Regions from separate parts of the Mus musculus genome. Here region 1 is linked to region 2. Evidence: chromatin contacts called from public HiChIP or PLAC-seq data. All regions are on one chromosome and are shown on one strand. Each heading gives the region's core, a stretch centred on a gene start, on an enhancer-like site or on the middle of the called end of the contact. The rest is flanking DNA. Distances are from core to core; before and after follow the strand shown. Region 1 has its middle 24 kb from the start of 1700036A12Rik. Region 2 overlaps Gm51679 (a long non-coding RNA gene).

Region 1 (2,700 bases), core at 87-2,586, 220 kb after region 2:
GCAGATTTCTAAGGTTTGCATGTCCCCAGGTCTTATTTTATTTTGTTTTATTTTTATGTATATGTGTACACGTGTGTGTGTGTGTGTGTGTGTGTGGTCTAGAGGAAACTTCACGTGTTGCTTCTCCGGCACCAATAACCTTGTTTTATAGCCTGGCATTTACCAAGTAGGAGAGGCTGGCTGGACAATGAATCCCAGGGATCCACCTGCCTCTCCATCCCCAGTGTGGTTATCATAAGCATGCCCCACAATGCCTGGATTTTTATTTTATTTTATTTTTATATTACTTCTGGAGCTTGAGCGTGAGTCCTCATGACGGCCAGGCAAGCACTTGGCTGACTAGGCTGTCTTCCCAGCTCTGTGCCTCCAGGACTCTTTGCCTCTCTTCCATCCTATCACCAACTTTGTCTTAAGAAACTACAAATCTGTTACTTCTCTGTAAAAAAAAAAAAAAAAAAAAAAAAGAATGCTGTCTGTATTTTTCTGTACATTTTTTAAGGCCAAACTGCCTAGCTACCACCCCTGCCAACGCCCCACCATGCTGCTGTCTTGTGGAGAACACTCTGAGCATTACTTGGTGGATACACATTCTGTCAACCCAGGGTGACGTCCTGAGCTGGCACACAGCCTTCGGATCCCAAATCCTGCCCCTGTCTGTCTCTCGTTTGCTGTGGCAGCACCCCAGGGTGTGGCTGTCTCCAAAACAGCTCTGCCTGGCTTCTGCCGCAAGGGGCTAAACCGTGCCAGCAAGTCCTCTTAGGCGATGAATTGCTCATCCATTATTTTTATCTCTTTCCCATAAACCGTAAAGTAGATTTTCCCGGCAATTTTGAGCCCCATTCCTTGTAAAACCACTACCAAAAATGAACAGCAAACCTCTGAGGCAGGAAGTATGGGGGCCTCGGGAAATGTTGGCTTATTCTCAACAAGGACATCAATCCTGCTTGCTCCTCTCAGGTAAAATAACCCGAAGGCTTCAGCCTTCTTCATTCGTCCTCATGCTGTGCACTCCCAACAGCCCTATGTGACCCCCGCGAGGCGGGAGTCAGTGGCAGTTATGACGGACACTCAGTGCTTTTAGACCCGGAATGAATGTTATGGTCGGGACATCCAGAGTGTGTATGCAAAAGCCCCGTGGGAGCTAGCTACCATCACTTAGACCACTCTTCCATTAATTAGCTGTTTGCACACCACCCCTGAGCTGGAGCCAGCTCGAAGACAAGGAGAAGCAGGGTACGTATCACGTGTCTTCTTGTAGCTTACTCTGTTTACTCTCTGTCGCTGTCATGAGTCACCACAACCAAAAGCAGCTGGAGGAGGGAAGTGTTTGTTTGGGTTTTCTTGGCGGTGTCCCAATTATAGGTCATCATGAAGGGAACCTGGGGGCAGGAGCTGGAGCAGAAGCACGGAGGAGTGCCGCACGGAGGAGTGCCGTTTCCTGGCTCGCTTCTCATGGCTTCTTCAGCCTGCTTTCTTACATGAGCAGGACAGCCAGCTCAGTGGGCTGGGCCCTCCCACATCAATCACTAATCAGGAAAATGCAGGACAGTGGATTGGAGCTATTTTCTCTGTTGAGGTTCCTCTTCCCAGAGACGCGACTTTCACGAATACTATGAAGCCTGCAGTGGCGGGAGGGGTGCCAGCACACACACTATGAGATGGCAAGAGTTCTTGGTCAGGGCTTCCTACACCTTTCCTCTCGTGGTCCACTGTCACTTAGGAAATTCGTATTATAATTTTATATAGATCTCTAAAATAGATTTACAGCCTGATACTTGCTGATAATAAATCACAAACAACTGTATTTTAAAACAAATGTTTGGTGTACATACAAATTACCATTTATATTGCAGCTTGGTTTTATTATTGTCAGTGCCAAGAACACTTCTTACTCTGAAAGCATAATTCAAAATATCAGAACTAAGTTTAGGGCTGTTTCAGCAAATGTTGGAAACCCTGCCCTAATCCCAAGCCAATATGGTTCATGATTTCTAGGTGAAAATCAAATCAAGACAATATTTAAAAAAAATTAAGTATTCAAATGCCACATGATCCAAAGACACAAGCGCCGGGTAGGTAATGAGGGATGATGAAGAAACCATACTTGAAGTCTTTGTGTTTGACAATTAGCCCAATCTGTTCCCATGAGAGCAGAAATCTCGGTGTACTGGAAAGTATTGCAACCCACAGCATACGGCAGACTCCATTTAGACTTGGAGAGACCGGGGTGGGGGTAGAGGGCTGCGAGGGAGGGGGGTTAGTGGTAGAAGCTGGCAGAGTACGCATGCGTGTTTTGATCAGAGGCTGCACTGAGGTTAAGAAATGCCAGGCCGTTGCGCATTGCCAGAAACACTTCTGATTTATGACACATTTCATTTGGAACTAATTTTTGGTTGTTGCACATTCAGAAATCCTTTGCCCCTGACTAATTGTTGAGAACTGCATCCTGTTGTGCAACCCTACGCACTCAGCTGTGTGCAGATATTGAATTAGAATGAGAGGAAGCAAGAGTTCTAGACCAGGGTTTCTTAAGCAGGCAGGTTTTACATAGAGCATAATATTGCAATACAGTGTGTTAGGTGTTTTGGTGGAAGATGAATCCTGTGACCTTTGCCCTCATCTGTCACTGCAAAATATAGTAGACACTACAGTCATTATCAACCCACCTTCAAAGCAGGGAGATTGTAGCTGGCAGAGGAA
Region 2 (2,789 bases), core at 121-2,620:
CTAAGTATTTCAGGATGAACATTCCTGCTTGTCTCCTTAACTCGCTTCTTCTCCTTCCTCTTCCAGGGGTCTGGACTCTAACCTGCACACTGAGCCTGTGTCCTTTCCTATGGCTGGCTGCAACTTGACCTGTAACAAGACTACACAACAGTCCAGAGACTAATTTGTCTGCAGCCACAGTCTCTGAGGTCACGGGGTCAACATATTTAGATGGACTGTCCGGGGACTGTTGAAGATTCCCATGAAGTGTCCCAGAGGCTTCAGACACACCTCAAGTTATCTTGCTCTGCCCGTTCTATTTCCATCTCTCTCTCTCTTCCTCTCTCCTGCTCACATCCTGTCAGCAGAGATAGTGAAGTGGCCTTACCTGGCACAGCACAACTTTTGGAATTCCAAGTATTCGGATTATTTCTCTTTTCCCCACTTTCAGCCAGGAGGCAGCCTTCCATCTGAAGTTGCCCCTTGCTAAGAGAGGCAGCCCTGAAAGGAATCAGGATGGAACGGGATGAGCAAAGTGACCCAAGCAAGAGAGGAGAGAAGGGAAAGGTCTATTCTAGAAAGGAAGCCACCTGTGAAGGGCCAGAGGGAGTCAGAGGCAGCTTGGTGTGTCCAGGGCTCAGAGTGCCAAGAAAGAAAAAATGAGTGATGTGAGGCAGGGGATTAGCTGGGATGACCGAGAAGCACTTGCCAGGTGGATAAACACTAGATAACCACAAAGGCCTTGTTGTAGCGAAAGCAATAGAAGCTAAAGACTACGGCAGGGGAGACCTTGCTGTCCTGGATGATGAATTAGGGAGAGGCCCAGTGAAGAAGCGGGAACAGCTTGAAGTGGTAGCTGCCAATCAGCAAACAGAAATGTATATGGTTTTAAATGATGGAGAAAATTGTTCTGTGCTAGCCCATTCCATGTCAGGGATGTTCATGAGCACTTCTGGGAGTTGTATCCTCTCCTCACAAATAAAAGGAATCCCAGTGGGGGTGGCCCCTTTGTTGATGTTTTTTTTTTTTTTTTTACAAAATATATATTCAAAGTAATGCAAAAAGCGATCCCACAATTCTCTTTTAATGAAAATATTCAACGAAAAATAAAAGAAATCCATCACTCTAAAGGAATGTTGTTTGCCCTCCCTGCTTCCTGGGAGACTCTCCTAATAAGGGCTTGTCCTTCACACATTGCACACAGTGCCTCTTGTACCCGCTGTGGTCAGTACTGCAAACCCCAGAGACAGTCAGTGGCTGAGAGCTCCTCCAGGAAGCAGTTGTTAATCAACTTAGATCGCTGGAAATAACTATCACTTTGGCATCCTGGGCAATTTTCCCTCTTAGCAAACTAGCTCTCTGGTTGAAGGTGACATTGAGTAAAGCCTGTGTGACAGAGCAAAGCCAGCGTGCAGGAGTTTCCTACAGAGCCTATGTAGAAAACCAAGGCACCACAGCCCAGGAAGGCCAGTGGAGCCAGCGCTGATGGCTTCACCTGCCTCACACACTCACCTTCGTCCCGCCACTGTGCCAAAGCCTGCCTGCCTACTGGGGGCCAGTGGTGACTCCTCACCAGACGTGACTGCCTCAGTATAAAGTTTGTGTGTGCAGGTATGTGTTTATGTTTACATACGTGTATTAGCACGTGTGTTCATGCATGCAGAGCCTGAAGTTAATCTTGAGGCTATTCCTCAGAAGCTATCCACCTTGGTTTTGAAATGTTTATTTTGTTTATGTGTCTTTTGCCTGCACATGTCTGCGTGCCACATGTGTGCCCGGCACCCTCAGAGGCTAGAAAAGAGTGTTAGGTCCTCTGGTTGGAGTTTTACACAGATGTGAGGCACTTTGTAAATGCCAGGGATCAAACTCAAGTCCTCTAGAAGGGCAACCAGGGCTCTTAACTGCTGAGCCATCGCTTCATCTTGGTTTTTGAGACAAAGTGCTTCACTGAGACTTGGGGTTCACCAATCAGGCTAGAATGGCTGGCCAGCAGCCTCCAGGGACCTACCTGTCTCTGCCTCCCCAGCACTGGGGTTTGAAGCATGAGTCACCACAACTGGCTTTTTGCATGGGTGTTGCAATAGTCTTCATGCAGGCCATTGACAAACTATTTCCCTGGGGCCCCTCTGCTCCTTTTTACCCTTTAATGTTTCCAGCCTATGGCTCTGACTATGAAATAGGGAAGACATTGTTTATAAGGAGCAGTGTGTTATTAGACAGCCGAGTCTCAAAACCTATGTCAGCATTAGTCTTGGCCATCCATTGTTGAAAAACATGCACTCTACATCTGTGGTTGTCCAATGGGGGAAGCAGAACCACACCTGTTGGAAGAAAGAGACGCCACTCATGCATCTTCTGAAGCCTCTTCTAGCTCTCTGATCCACCACTGGCTCAGAAAATGCACGAGGGAAATTACATGGCTCATTGTGGATCCATCTGGGGAAACATGACATACACAGAGAAGTATGTGGCTTCTTTTTTTTTTTTTTCAAAAAAAAAAAATTTCAAGCTGCATTTGAAATCACTTCTTTCATTCACCACAACATGGATGACTGCCATATAGCCACAATGGCACATCAGGGCCGCAGGATAAAGCCCCCACAGCTTATGTCTTGGTCATGAACCAAGCTCCCATGCCTACTGATTTGGGGAGAGTCACAGGGCTCCTGTTGGAGACTGATCCTGAACAGCTCCCCCTGAATTAGGTGCCCGTCCAAGGCCACAGGATCGTGTCCAGGGCCAGATTCCTGCTATGCCCATCTTTTCCTATTTAAACTCATCAAATCCTAGTGTTTTTTTTTTTCCCCTCT

What was found. HiChIP or PLAC-seq counts read pairs in DNA pulled down with a chosen protein or histone mark.
Region 1: a contact with region 2 is called in an HNF4G HiChIP or PLAC-seq map of pancreatic cancer cells. The contact joins two enhancer-like sites. A contact is called at or near these places in 1 of 484 Hi-C or Micro-C datasets (uterus), 1 of 115 datasets of contacts at active chromatin or transcription factors (pancreatic cancer cells) and 1 of 9 other capture datasets (liver).

What each region holds. Positions count from the first base shown.
Region 1 is chr9:60,742,070-60,744,769 of GRCm38.p6, forward strand. No RefSeq gene overlaps it. Among named protein-coding and RNA genes, the nearest start is that of 1700036A12Rik, 24 kb to the right of the region's middle. Within about 2 kb of position 1,337, at least 102 of the 459 cell types and tissues checked have an H3K27ac peak or open chromatin away from gene starts, as enhancers often do. A contact at or near this core is called in pancreatic cancer cells, where this site is marked.
Region 2 is chr9:60,526,016-60,528,804 of GRCm38.p6, forward strand. It overlaps Gm51679 (a long non-coding RNA gene), which reads left to right. Exons shown (of 2, transcript XR_003948172.1): 2 at 67-988. It overlaps 9230112J17Rik (RIKEN cDNA 9230112J17 gene), which reads right to left. Exons shown (of 4, transcript NR_040464.1): 3 at 368-480. Among named protein-coding and RNA genes, the nearest start is that of Gm51679, 7.6 kb to the left of the region's middle. Within about 2 kb of position 1,371, at least 27 of the 459 cell types and tissues checked have an H3K27ac peak or open chromatin away from gene starts, as enhancers often do. A contact at or near this core is called in pancreatic cancer cells, where this site is marked.